Linked DNA regions of Sus scrofa: region 2 is linked to region 1. The links are chromatin contacts, called in public targeted proximity ligation maps. All regions are on one chromosome and are shown on one strand. The core of a region is the stretch at or near the end of the contact, and the rest is flanking DNA. Distances in the headings are between cores, read along the strand shown.

What was found.
Region 2: a contact with region 1 is called in a targeted proximity ligation map of alveolar macrophages. A contact is called at or near these places in 6 of 47 Hi-C or Micro-C datasets (blood, embryonic fibroblasts, epiblast stem cells and 2 more) and 2 of 2 datasets of targeted methods (alveolar macrophages and skeletal muscle).

The regions. Positions count from the first base shown.
Region 1 is chr5:17,368,621-17,375,751 of Sscrofa11.1, forward strand. No RefSeq gene overlaps it. Among named protein-coding and RNA genes, the nearest start is that of GRASP, 15 kb to the left of the region's middle.
Region 2 is chr5:17,448,366-17,455,359 of Sscrofa11.1, forward strand. No RefSeq gene overlaps it. Among named protein-coding and RNA genes, the nearest start is that of ATG101, 34 kb to the left of the region's middle.

The sequences.
Region 1 (7,131 bases), core at 3,396-5,895:
CTTCCAATTGGTAATCATACCGACCTCTCTGTGAGCTGTCTTTTGCTTTTCTCAGGCAGGAAACGCAGCTGTGTTTACACTGTACCTCCAGGGCCTAAGAGCCTGGCACCCGGCAGGTGCTCAATACACGGGGCTGCCTTCTCGAGACTAGCCCGGCAGAGGGGTGACCACCAGCTCCCCACATCTCAGCCCTGCAGGGCGGGGTGAGGAGGGCCCTTCCCTGCTCCATCTGCAGCTGGCATCTGTGGGCCCCTCGCAAATCCCTTCGGGGCTGGGGTGGGCTCCAGCCAGGGCACCTGCACCTGGCGGCCCTGCCCTCCCTGGTCCTGGGGAGGGAGGACATTTGATTAAGAAAATGGAGCTTCCCCAAGCTCCCTGTTTGAACAGCTGCTCTGCCGTGATGACAAACAGCAGCTCCCGGGGGCTCAGGTCTAGGGGAGGGGCTCTCTCACACCTTTGTTCCCAGAGCCCCGGGCCCCAGGCTGCCAGGAGACCAGCTGCCTGGGCACACCCTAGCACCTTCCTGGGGGTGGGGGGCTGCCAGGGCCTCCCTGGCTTTCTCCTCCCTGAATAGATTCCCCTCCTGTCTCCTGCCAGTCCGTCCCCCGCCCCCCATGCAGCTAGTGTTGGCTGCGACGGCAGTACCCCTCACCCAGGCCGAAGAAGGGGGCTCCTGGCTGGCTGTGTGCATCCCGAGGAGGAGGGTGAGGGGGTGCCCAGGGCGGGCCTGGATCCCACCTCTCAGCTGATGGGATGACGGCACCAGCACAGCAGCCTCCTGCCGTGTAGGTGGGTGACAGGGAGTGACTAATGTGCGAGCTGCGATGCTAAAAATTAACCCAAAGATCGTGTTTGGTGGAGGGGTGGGGGTGGATGGGAAAGGAGCAGGGACTGGGAATACTGTGTGGTCGGTATTCCCCCTGCCCTGCCTCCCCTCCTCCACCTCCCACCAGCCTTCTGGTCCTCTCAAAGCCTCAGGGGACTCTGCGGGAGCCCTGCCCCCTCCCCAGGCCACAAGGGGGGAGAGTGGACACCACTCGGGTCTGCACGATAGTGAGGACACAGCCCTGAAATCCAGTTCAGATCTGAGGTCCCCACAGAGCCCTGCATCTGCCCCATCCCCACGGCATGGCAGCTGCATGCCCGGGTCCCCTGGCAGGCCCTCTGCTCCGGCTAGAGCTCTGCCTGGGGCGGCGGGGGGGAGCAGAAGCAGCCAGTGCATAGAGACAAGGGCAGGTTCCTGCCAGCAACTGGAGGTGGGGGACAGGGGGTGGCATCTGTCCTGAAGGAAAGGAGGGAGAATTGTCTCCCAGGCAATCACCCAGGTCCTGGCACTGTGCTCAGCACTCCACACCCATCGCTTCATGTAGGCCTCCCAGCATATCAAGAGCCCATTCTACAGATGAAGAAACTGAGGGGGTAGAGAGGTTGAAGCAGCATAGCTGGCACCTGACTGAGCCAGCATTCTCTCAGATTCGTTTGTCTCTAGAGCCTAGACTGGAGAGAGAGAAGCCTTCCTGGAAGAAGGAGTGTGAGGACAGGTTGGAGGTGGTAAAGAACCATTTAGAGGAACTGAACCTCCAAGTCTGTGGGACTAACTTGTGGGGAGCCAGGTGGGAGCGTGGAGGGCAAATGAAAGGTGGGAGCTGAGGGAGCAGGGTCTGAGGTGTGGCAGAGAGCAAAAGGAGGAGGAGATCAGGTCCAGAGGGATCAAGGTTCTGCGGACGTGCGTGCTGCCCTGGAGTAAGGTGAGAACATTCTCATCAAAATGGGGGAAGGGCTCTTGGGACTGGGCTCCGTCGCCACAAAAGGGACCTGAGCTTGGAGCAGAACTTTGTGGACACACATAAGAAGACATGTAAAAATTCCCATTGTGGCTCAGCAGTAATGAACCCCACTAATACTCATGAGGACACGGGTTGGATCCCTGGCCTCACTCAGTGGGTTAAGGATCCAGCGTTGCTGTGAGCTGTGGTGTAGGTCATAGATGCAGCTCAGGTCCGGTGTTGCTGTGGCTGTGGCGCAGGCTGGCAGCTGCAGCTCTGATTTGATCCCTAGCCTGGGAACTTCCATATGCCACCCTGCAGCCCTAAAAAAGCAGAAGACAAAACAAAACCAAAAAACACATAGAAGGAAGGAACCCATAAACACTCCCTTTTGCCCGGAGGCAAAACCAGAGAACTTGAGCTGAAAGACAGCAGGAGGAAAAACGGTGAGACAGCAGAAGACACTTTCTGCTCACCAGTCACTCGGGAAGCTGGGGAGGTGAGAGGGACTGTGCGACTCTCCAAGGGTCAGGAGAAACGCCAGGCTGTTGAGTTGGGGAGGCTGCCTGGTCCTGCATTGACGGCTGGATGGGATGACCTACAGGAGGGAGTAATAGGCTTAGAGAAATGAGAGGGAAAGGAACATGGGGCTGTGGAGAGGGCACCAGACCAAGGAATGTTCCTCATAGAATAAACTAGCCAAGAGATGAGACCGACGCTGGAGAGTAGAGCAGGTGCGCCTGACCCCTGGTGGTGACCTGCGAGCACTGCACCTCTCAGCCCTGTGCTTGCGGGTCGTGGGGTAGAAGGAGGGGTCTCCCCTCAGCCCACCTGCTGTGAAGGCAGCTCTCCTGCCTTAGAGCCCACCTCTTCAGCCCTCCTGCCACATTCTTATAAAATGGAGCCTTCTCTAGACCACCCAACCCAACCGAAGCTCTCGGACACCCTTGCTGAGCCTGGCACTGAGGGGGCCATTCAAACACATTGATCAAAGGGCGTTATGTCTGAACAAATGAACAATGAATTCAGAACTTATATGTCATCAGATTTCATTGACTTCAACCAGCTTACCTTCTTTGTGTGGAATTCCAAAAGGTCCGGGTATTTAAAAAAACACCCCAGGAGTTTCTGCTGTGGGGCAATGGAAACGAATCCAACTAGGAACCATGAGGTTGCGGGTTCGATCCCTGGCCTTGCTCGGTGGGTTAAGGATCTGGCATTGCGGTGAGCTGTGGTGTAGGTCACAGACTCGGCTGAGATCCAGCTGTGCTGTAGCCGTGGCGTAGGCCGGCAGCTGCAGCTCTGATTGGACCCCTAGCCTGGGAGCCTCCATATGCCGTGGGTACAGCCCTAAACAGCAAAATAAATAAATAAATACATACATAAATAAAAAATTTAAAAGACCCTAGACCTTTCCTAGCTGTTAAGGATCTAGCGTTGTCACTGCCTGGCCCAGGGGAGCTTCCTAATGTGATGGGTGTGGCCAAATTAAAAACAAACAAAAAACAACACCCCAGGCCCTCAATAAGAATTGACTAGATGTAGAATGAAGATGATTCTAAATACCTCTGCCCACCTAGAACCTTGGCACTCCAAATACTGACCCAGGCCCCTCTGAGGTTCTGTCACCCTTGCCCTCCAGGAGCCAAGGACTTGTGCCTCCCATTGACGCAGAACCACTTTCTGCCTCATGGGGTCAGTTTTGGTATGTCTCCTCCACAGACTGGGAGCTTTTGGAGGGCAAGGAGATCCCACTGGACACCTCTGTGTCCCCACCATGGCTGGAGTGGGGCCTAGGGACCACAATACGGGTATCCAAGACTGGGTGTAGCCAATGCTCAGGGGGAAGCACGGGCTGGGCCTTAGCAGGGGTTCATGTTTAGACCAGGAGTAGGGGTCGGCAGAGGGAGATCAGGCTGGTGGTGGTGCTGGGGGGCGGGCAGCCCCATGAGCTTGGTTGAAATGGGGTGGGAGTGGGCTGCCACTTTGATGCACGAATTGGAGGCAGCTAAGCACCCCCTTCGCCCACCCTGAGGCTGAGAGGCTGAGCTCTGAGCTGCGGGGGCAGGTCCCAGCCTGGGGGTGCGGCTGCTATTAGCTGGGCAGGGGGTGGAGATGGGGACTCTGGGTTGCATTTGCCTGGGAGCTGGGAGGGAAGCAGGTGGCAAAGCCTGAGTGAGTAACAGCCTCCTTGAAGCAGCAAATCTTGTCGCCTCAGGAAGTCCCACAGACACAGTGCACCCCCCACCCCCGCCGGGACCTTCTCCCAGCACACGGCCACCCCCGCTCCGCGGCGCCCGCGGTGCCCCAGCACCCTTGACCCCATCGCGGACGCCCACACTGTCCTCCGGGGCATCCTCCTCTCCTGAGCGTCCTTCCTTCATCCCTTCCCCCACTACATCCGCCACCCCTCCATCCCCACCGTCCGCAGAGCCCTCGGAACTCGGGGAAGGCGCCCTCCGCGCGCCACCTAGCTCCCTGGGTCTCGCGAGGGGCCGTCCCAGTGAGGGGCGGGGAGCGGGGGGTGTGGCCCCGGCGGTTGCGGAGCTTGGGGCGGCATCGCCCTCTGCTGGACAGACCAGGGAACTGCTTCACCTGCGTCCCCTCGTCCTTTCCCTGCCCCCCAGGCTGCTTGCTCTCAGATCTTCCTCGACTTCTCCGCCTTCTCTCTTCTTTCCTTGACCTGACCCCTGCAGGACTCCGACTATGTAGATGTAGGTCCTGGTTCCAGCTCTGTTACAGGCTGTCTGCGGCCTCCCCGAGGCTTGGCTTCCTTCCCTGTGAAATAGCAGTCGTGAAGTCCAAATGCGGGACAGTGAAAGGAGACACTTTGTAAACTGAACGGGAGCATCTGAGGATGAGGTGCGGTTGTTGTTAAGGCTATAACGACACTAGCATTCCGGAGGGAGGGGGAGGGAATCATCTTTCTCCCTGGCCCTGGCCCACTGTGGAAGGAGAGGCAAAATTCATCCCTTTGGAATGCCACATTTTTTTTGCTTTTTCTTTCTTTCTTCTTCTTCTTCTTCTTCTTTTTTTTTTTTTTAGGGCGGCACCCGCAGCATATGGAAGTTCCCAGGCTAGGGGTCCAATCGGAGCTACAGCTGCCGGCCTACACCGCAGCCACAGCACAGCACCCCAGCCGAGTCTGCGACCTACACCACAGCTTACCGCAATGCTGGTTCCCTGACCCACTGAGTGAGGCCAGGGATGGAACCCATGTCCTCATGGACACTAGTCGGGTTCGTTTCCGCTGTGCCACAACAGGAACTTCCGGGAATACCACATTTTGCTGCACTGCCTTTCAGTCTTTTAAAACAATGATTTATATATATATATGTATTTAGAGTATATATTATGTACATATATATATTTATTTAATGCAAATGTGACCATACTCTGCATGCTCTTTTATGGCCTGTCTTTTTTTCTCCAAGTGCACAAACCATGGTAAAAGCCTGGCTTCTGGAGTCAGACAAACTCAAATGCAGGTCCTTGCTCTGTGATTTTATATTTTCATTCTTGGGCAAAGCACATCACGTTTACTTTTTCTCAGCCTCAGTTTTCTCCTCTGCAAAATGGTGATCATGTCAGGAACACTCACTCCACAGGCTTGTGATAAAGCCTTGGGCATAGCCAGCTCAGAACCTGTTAGCGGATATTTTCGATATTATCGCGCTGCCTGTAGCCGCCTGATCCTTGGAGCAGGTACGGTGTTCTCCCTCCTACTTGGGCCGTAACTGCAGGAAAGGGAGAGATCTCCATCTTTGAGCCCGCCCCTCCCCAAGACTGCTCTTGGTCACGTGGGTCTCGTTATTCCTCCAGCCCATCCAGAATTTCCCCTTCTAGGCCCCTCCAACTCATCCTCCATGCCTTCGACTTCTTCCCCAGAGAAGGGCTTTCCCTTCTCATTTCCCCTGGGTCCCTGCTACCTTGTGGCCTCCTCAGAGAAGCCTCTCCGACTGTTCCTTCCTCATTAGCAGCCTCCATCCTTCTCTAGCCATTTAGCTGCTCTCCGTTCTTCATAGCACGTATTATATGGCGTTATGTTCCTTATGTTTTTATTTGTCTCTCCCCGCCAATGTGTCTCCCTGGAAGGTAGGAACTTTTGGAGTTTTTCCTCCACCTCTGTGCTTCCTAGAAGACTTCCCGGCACATAGTAGGTCCTGGAGAGATTTTTTGTTTGTTTGTTTGTTTTTTGGGTGAACATTAATGTATCTACCTTTCTCCCTTAGGAGGCTGCAGCCCGGTAGAAGCCACGTCTGTCCAGGAGTTCCCGTCGTGGCGCAGTGGTTAACGAATCCGACTAGGAACCATGAGGTTGCAGGTTCGGTCCCTGCCCTTGCTCAGTGGGTTAACGATCCGGCGTTGCCGTGAGCTGTGGTGTAGGTTGCAGACGCGGCTCGGATCCCGCGTTGCTGTGGCTCCGGCGTAGGCCAGTGGCTACAGCTCCGATTCGACCCCTAGCCTGGGAACCTCCATATGCCGCAGGAGCGGCCCAAAGAAATAGCAAAAAGACAAAAAAAAAAAAAAAAAAAAAAAAAAGCCACGTCTGTCCAGTAGAGGGCACCAGCGCACAGCATTTTGGGGTCTCTCTGGGTTGGTGCTAGGATACAGCCCGCAGGCCTCTCTCCTCCCACTCTGTGGGCGCTCAGTCCCTGGTACCGGAAGCAGGAGGGCCCCCTGTGCTAATCTGCCCTGGCAAGGAGCTGGCATGCCCTGGCCGCCTCATCCGGCGTGCTCCGGTGCCCGAGGTCGGAATACCCTGACCGTCGTCCCGGACACACCCCCTAGCAGCTGAGGTGTCTGGACGGATCACACCCTGTCCCCGGCTCCGCAAAAGGAGGGCAATGACAGGAGTCGCACTGCTGGCTCCTGCGTTTGCTGTGAGGCCCAGACAGGAATGTGTGTGAAATGTTTTGTGAATGTAAACACCAGGGGAATATAATTTACACATCCCTTTATTGGCAGTGGCAGCAGATTAGCAACAAAAGAGGAGAGCTTAGCGGGCACTTGCAAGGCTCAGTGAAGGTGGGTTTATGAAGCAGATTAAGACGGTGGAAGGAGAAAGAAGTTAAAAATAACAACTACCTTTCACCAAGAGCTTATTAGGAGCCAAGGCGGAGGAAAGTGATCTCCAAACATTGTCTAATTATAGCCAACACTTACATGGGGCTGCCCTGTGCCAGGCACTAAGTGCCTTATGCATAGAACACATGGGACCCTGACAACTCAGGGAGCTTGAGTCGTGCCACTGTCCCCATTCTACACAAGGAACCCAGAGGCAAGGAGAGCTGAAACAAGTTGCCCAAGGCCACCCAGGGAATTCAAACCTCAGCAATCTGCCTCCTGGCAGAATGGGCTCCTA
Region 2 (6,994 bases), core at 1,741-4,240, 78 kb after region 1:
GACCAGCCCCTGGCTAAATGGCGACATTGCTAGGACCCTCCCTCTCCCCCTCTCTGGGTATCCAGACAGAATGGACTTTTGGTGGAATGCAATGGCCCAGGCACCCCCTCCTCCTCTCTTGGCTACTGCTGCTCTCTGGAAAGTTCTGATGAACCCACTCATCAACGCTGAGGCAGAAGCAGGGTCAGGCCTGTATCGGAGTCCCAGGGTGGCTGGGGCTGGGGAGGGCTGCTTCATTTTATTTTTCTTTTTAGGGCTGCACCTGCTGCATATCGAGGTTCCCAGGGTAGGGGTTGAATTGGAGCTGCAGCTGCCACAGTCATAGCAGCACTGGATCCGAGCCACATCTTCGACCTACCCCACAGCTCACGGCAATGTCAGATCCTTAACCCACTGAGCGGGTCCAGGGCAAATCTGCATCCTCACAGAGACACTGTGTTGTGTTCTTAACCTGCTCAACCACAGTGGGAACTCCCGGGGCGGGGCGGGGGGCCTGTTTCGAATAAAGTTTCTTCAAGATCAAAGACTAAAACTCTCCAGGGGAATTTTGTGCATCAGCTATTGAAGGGGAATTTTTTTTTTTTTTACATTAAAATGCCCTGATGTCATACATATAAGCCGACAGAGGTAAGACCCTGAGGCGCCGTAGGACTTGACAGTTGAAAACACGGTCCCAAATTCATTGACACTCCTCCCATTGAAGTGGGAGCTGTGTCCCTTCCCTGCCACTGGGCAGATTTGAGACTGCTTCATCAATGAGGCACAGTGGACACAATGCTATGTGCCGTGTAAGGTTAGCCAAGCCACCCTGGATCTCGGGGAACGCGGCTCTCCCGATGTCCCAGTTGTCACGCCGTGAGAAGCCGTGTGAAGAGGGCCTCGTGATCCTCTGTTTGACTGTGCTGGCCAAGGCCAGCTTTGGAGTCGCCGGGTGCAGGTGTCTGAGGAAAGAAGCTGGAGCAATGATGCTTCCTGCCCTAGACATCTTGGCTGCTCGAGTCTTCCCCACTGAGACGCCAGCCCCCATCCCTGGCAACCCCCTGACCCATGGATTCTGTGAACACGATAAACCAGATGCTGCTTACGCTACTAAATTAGAAGAGGTTTGAAACATTGCTGCCACTGACCGCAGCCTGGGGTCACTGCCCATGCAAGGGCCCTTCTTCCCTGGGCTGCCTGTCACATCCCACCCCCAGTGGGTTGTTGGGGGACAAGGCCTCAGTAGAGTCGCAGAGCCCAAGTGCCCTTTGTGAGACCTGCCCACTGACTGTCACAACCTGTCACCCAGACCTCAAGGATCTGGGCTCCGACCCCAGGCAGGCCCACTAAGGCATTGCCTGCAGATGCCATGTCTCTCTCGCTAAGAGTGATAGCAAGCCTGCATTTGGTTCAGCGGTGAATGATTCTCTTTTCTTTTTGGCTTTTTTTTTTTTTTTTTTTTTGTCTTTTTAGGGCTGTACCCGTGGCATATGGAAGTTCCCAGGCTAGGGGTCAAATTGGAGCTGTTGCCACTGGCCTACACCACAGCCACAGCAACATCAGATTCGAGTCGTGCCTGCGAACTATACCACAGCTCACGGAAATGCTGGATCCCTGACCCATGGAGCGAGGCCAGGGATCGAACCCGCCTCCTGATGGATCCTAGTCGGATTTGTTTGTTACTCCCGAACCATGACGGGAACTCCACGATGCTCTTTTCTCTCAGGGGAGCAGACAGACCTGGATTTGAGAATGAGCTCCGCCACCTACTGCCACCAAGCCTTTCTGGCAAGTTTTGTTGTGTCTCTGAGCCTCAGTTTCCCCTTCTGTGAAATGGGTCCAGTGTGCCATCCTGGCAGGGTTTCTGCAAGGGTGAGGCAATGAGTGAAAAGCCTTACTGGGAACAGCCATCTCTCCGCTAGGAACCTAGCCTCAGGGGAGGATGCTTGGTTGAACCCAGCACCCAGGGACAAAAGATAATGGCTTTTCCATAGAGTTCCTGGGTTCACTGGTAATAGTCGGGCTATCCATGCGCCACGAATCAGAGACTCAAAATAACAGTGACTGAAACAGATGGAACCGGTTTTCTGCCCCATCTCATCCTGGCAGGAGCACTCCAGGCCTGGCACAGCAGCTGTACAGAATCGGGTCTCCCACTTTTTCTGGCTTGTGTCTCCACAGGCTGACGGGAGAGCTCCATCCAAACTGACCTGCCACCACCATCACCCCTGGCTTCCAGCCACAGCGGGAGGGGACGAGGCGGGGAGACGGCATGCCCCAGGGTGGAGGGTGAACTCAGGACCCCCTTTCACATCTATGAGGTCTGCCTCAGTTGCATGGCTGTGCCCAGCTGCCCGGTCCTGGGAAACACTAGGGCGTCCATGTGCCCAATGACCAGTCAGGGCTCCTTGGCTGCTACAGAAGGGAGAGCAGACATGGAGGGCAGAGGAAAGGCTGCCTCACTGGGCAAGGACATAGGAGGCCATGGTCCCAACCATCTAACTACCCCCTCAAGCTCAGCTGTGTGGGGGGAGGGCATTGAGCCCAGAGCAGCAGGGCAGACACGGAGGGGCTGGACCTTGCTCTTGGGAAATAACCCTTTTTCACAAACCAAAGCCAGTGGAGGGTGTTTAGGGCACAGCTTTGAAGGGCCGAGCTGTCCATCCAGGCCTGGCTCCCTGCATTCTGGCCCTTTCATGGGGGAGTCTGTCCTTGGACCACGCTGGTCTCTCTCCTGGAAGACTTTCCCTCCCCAAGTGTCACTCAGGGCGCTGCCCTTGGCGTTGGCCAATAGTCACATGAAATACACTTTCCTTTTGCTGCAAAAGTGGCTTTTCAGGACATAGTCAGTGGGTCACCTCACTCAGTGTTCCCTCTACCAAGGACCGTGTGAGGAATTTCCACTAGAGTTAATCGTAGGAGGAAAACTTGGTTCCCATGGAGAACAGAGGCTGCTTCCTGCAGATAGTAACTGATCAGATTTCCTCTTCCGCCCTGGCTGCCAGGAGGCTTAATCACAGCATCTGTGGCCCCTGGGTCAGCCTTGCACAATCTCTTCTTCCTGTGGGCCCAGCATTTTAGTTCTTTGCATTGGTCTTACTGTTATGTCTTTAATACACATTGCCTCTCATATTCTCTTTAGAAAGAAGCAGGCGATCACAGAGAGAAAACTAGGAGTAAAAGAGAAAACCAGGCCCTCTTGATCAGGAAGGAAACTAAACTGGTGGCTACGAGGGATAGTTGCCTTGCTGTACCCGTGTGGCCGTGTTGACTCGAGTTTCCCAGCACCTGGGGCAGAAAGAGGGTGATTACAAGGCTGACCTCAGAAAGAAGGAAGCAGTTGGAGTTCCCACTGTGGTGCAATGTGATGGTGGTGTCTCTGCAGCGCTGGGAGGCAGGTTCAATCCTGCACAGTGGGTTAAAGGATCCAGAGTTGCCACCACTGTGGCATAGGTCTCAACTGTGGATTGGATCTGATCCTTGGCCTGGGACCTCCATATGCCATGGGGAAACCCAAAATGAAAAGAAAGAAAGAGGCAAAGCAGTGTTTCTAGAGAAGCAAAGCAGGGAGCCCTTAGCTGATTGGAGAGGCTCCTGTAATGATTCAGGGGACTGGCAGTAATTTGGGCACTGATCTCAGCTCCACCGCTTAGAAGCTGTGTGGCCCTGGGTGAGTCACTTAACCTCTCTGTGCCTTAGCATAGTGATAATAACTGCTGGCTTGTGGCTGTATCGCTTTGGTCTCTGCTCTTTTTTTTTTTTTTTTTTTTTTTTTTTGACTACCCTGCAACATATGGAGTTCCTGGACCAGGGATCAGCTCTGAGCTGCTGTTGTGACCTATGTTGCACCTGTGGCAAGGCCAAATCCTTAACCCACTGTGCTGCGCCGGGGATTGAACCTGCGTCCCAGTGCTCCAGAGACACTGCCAATCCGGTTGGAATCCGGTTGCACAAAGTGGGAACTCCCCAAGCCCTTTCTGTGTGAATACAAGTGACTTTAGGAGTTCTGAAATCTGATGCTCTGACAGACAGCTTCGAATAGTCCCTGCATCCTCATGGATACTACTCAGGTTCCTTACCACTGAGCCATGGAAACTCCTGAGTTTCAAGAATTAATGCATTTTAAAGAAAATGTTTCATGTCTGTAAAAAGTTATATACAAAGTTTAACACATTAGAAAGGGAACCTCCACACTTACCTACCCCCTCCTAAAGAAAAGAATGTTGCCAATATCCTGCCTGATGGCCCCTCACAGGCATATGCCCCAGTCAGGTCTCTCTTTCCTTACCAAACTCCAGAAGCCCAGACAATTTAACAGTGCTCGGGAACGCTATGCAGTTGTCTGTCAGGTTGCGACTGCAGCTCAGATAGGATCCCTGGTCCAGGAATTGCATATGCTGTGTAATAGCCAAAAAAGAAAAAAAAGAAGAAGAAGAAAAAAAAAAGGCTTGGGATCCCTGAAGAAATAAGTGGGGTTTTTTTTGTCTTTTTTTTTTTGGGTCTTTTCTAGGGCCACACCCGCAGCATATGGAGATTCCCAGGGTAGGGGTCGAATCGGAGCTGGAGCTGCCGGCTAAGAAATAACGTTTTAGGGAGACTGACCTACAGCAAGCTGTCTCCTGGTTGGCAGTGAGAAATACAACACTACCTGCTGTATCACTAAATAAAGGATGCCACAGTCAGCGACGGCAGCACCTCCCATGGTGAGCTGAACCCTGCGGCAACTCAGGAGGGGAACAGAGAACACCTGCCACCTCGGGGCCACTCCCAGGGAAGATGCACCCTGCGCAACCTCAGGCTGTGGAAACACAGGGTACCCCCAGCCAGTAGCTGAGGGGCATATCAAAGCAATGATTTCGGTGACCCCAGACCCTTCCATCTTCCCATATATAGAAAAGTGCTAAAATCCGTAACTTGAACTATCTAGTTGTAACCCTTTTTTTTTTTTTTGGTTTTTAGGGCCACCCGCGACACATGGAGGTTCCCAGGCCAGGGGTCCAATCAGAGCTGTAGCTGCCGGCCTATGCCACAGCCACAGCAATACCAGATCTGACCCATGTCAGTGACTTACGCCACAGCTCACGGCAGTGCCAGATCCTTAATCCATTGAGTGAGGCCAGGGATCGAACTTGCATCCTTATGGATACTAGTCGGAGTCATTTCCATTGTGCCACAATGGGAACTCCTTGATAGCTAGTTGTATTAGCAGTAATCTTTTTTCTGATTATCTGTCCTTTGTAACAAAACTCCTATATATCCTAGGTCCCCCTTCACCTCCTTGGGGTGGTTTTCTCAGGGTGCGTTGAGATGCCACCTTCTGGGCTTAAGTCCTCAGTTTTGTCCACTGAATAAAACATAACTCTCGGAGTTTCTGTTGTGGTGCAGCAGAAATGAATCCAACTAGTATCCATGAGGATGCCAGTTTGATCCCTGGCCTCGTTCAGTGGGTTGGGGATCCAGCGTTGCTGTGAGCTGTGGTGTAGGTTGCAGACGTGGCTCGGATCCTGAGTTTCTGTGGCTGTGGTGTAGGCCGGCAGCTATATACAGGTTCAGTTCGACCCCTAGCCTGGGAACTTCCATATGCCGCAGGTGCGGCCCTAAAAAGCCAAAAAAACAAACAAACAAACAAAAAAAACGAACAAAAAACAACAGCAAAAAAACCCCCAAACCCCCAAAACCCAAAAAAACATAATTCAACTTTTAGGTTGTTCAATATATGTATATTTTTTGTCTTTTTAGGGCCGCACCCATGGTATATAGAGGTTCCCAGGCTAGGAGTTGAATCGGAGCTGTAGCTGCCACCCTGCGCCATAGCCATAGCAATGCTGGATCCAAGCCACACTACACCACAGCTCATGGCAATGCCAGACCCTTAACCCACCGAGCGAGGCCAGGGATGAAACCTGTGTCCTCATGGATGCTAGTCGGGTTCATTAGCTACTGAGCCACAACAGGAACTCCTATATTTTTGTCGACAGCAGCTAGATGAAGCAGGTCAGGTGCGCAATTGTCAGCACAGTACTGACTGACACACGCATGCTGGGAGGTGGTTGGACACTGTAATAGGATTTTTCTCTGCAGTTATCCCTCTGGGTCCCTATGAAACAGCAGGGCCCTGTGGGGCTCCTGAGCACAAAAGCCTTTCTGTGTCCCCCATTTCTTGTGTTTAGGAAATGGGCCTCATTCAGCCTCCATGGCCTTCCCAGAGTTCCAAGGGGTGGGTTCAGACAGCTGCTGATCAGGGAAGGGAGGGGAGGCAGAGACCAGAGAGGAAGAGTCAAGAAACAGTAGTGCGTGTGAGCACTACACACTACACACACACACACACACACACACACACACACACACACACACACACGGAGTTCCCATTGTGGGTCAGTGGTTAATGAACCCGACTAGCATCCATGAGGATGTGGGTTTGATCCCTGGCCTTGCTCAGGGGGTTAAGGATCCGGTGTTGCCATGATCGGTGGTGTAGGTGGCAGATGTGGCTTGGATCTGGCATTTTGGTGTGGCTCCCAAAAGACAAATAAATAAATAAATAAATAAAATTTAAAAAGGAAAAAAAAAAAAAGAAAGAAAGAAATAGCACCGCCTTGGGGCAGACTCCTGGTTCCCTCTCAAGGGATACACGTAACGATGTAGCATCGTATACACCTAAGAGAAAATAACCTTCCTTAGGCTTCTTGTAGAAGTGGACAGCTTGAAAATGGATCATTTAAAATTGAACAGTTTGGGAGTTCCCGTCGTGGCTCAGTGGTTAACGAATCCGATAGGATCCATGAGGTTGCTTGCAGGTTTGATCCCTGGCCTTGCTCAGTGGGTTAAGGAGCTGTGGTGTAGGTCACAGACGCGGCTCAGATCCCGTGTTGCTGTGGTTCTGGCGTAGGCCGGTGGCTACAGCTCCGATTCGACCCCTCGCCTGGGAACCTCCATGTGCCGCGGGAGCGGCCATAGAAAAGGCAAAAAAACAAACAAAACAACACAAACAAAAAAATTGAACAGCTTGGAGCCG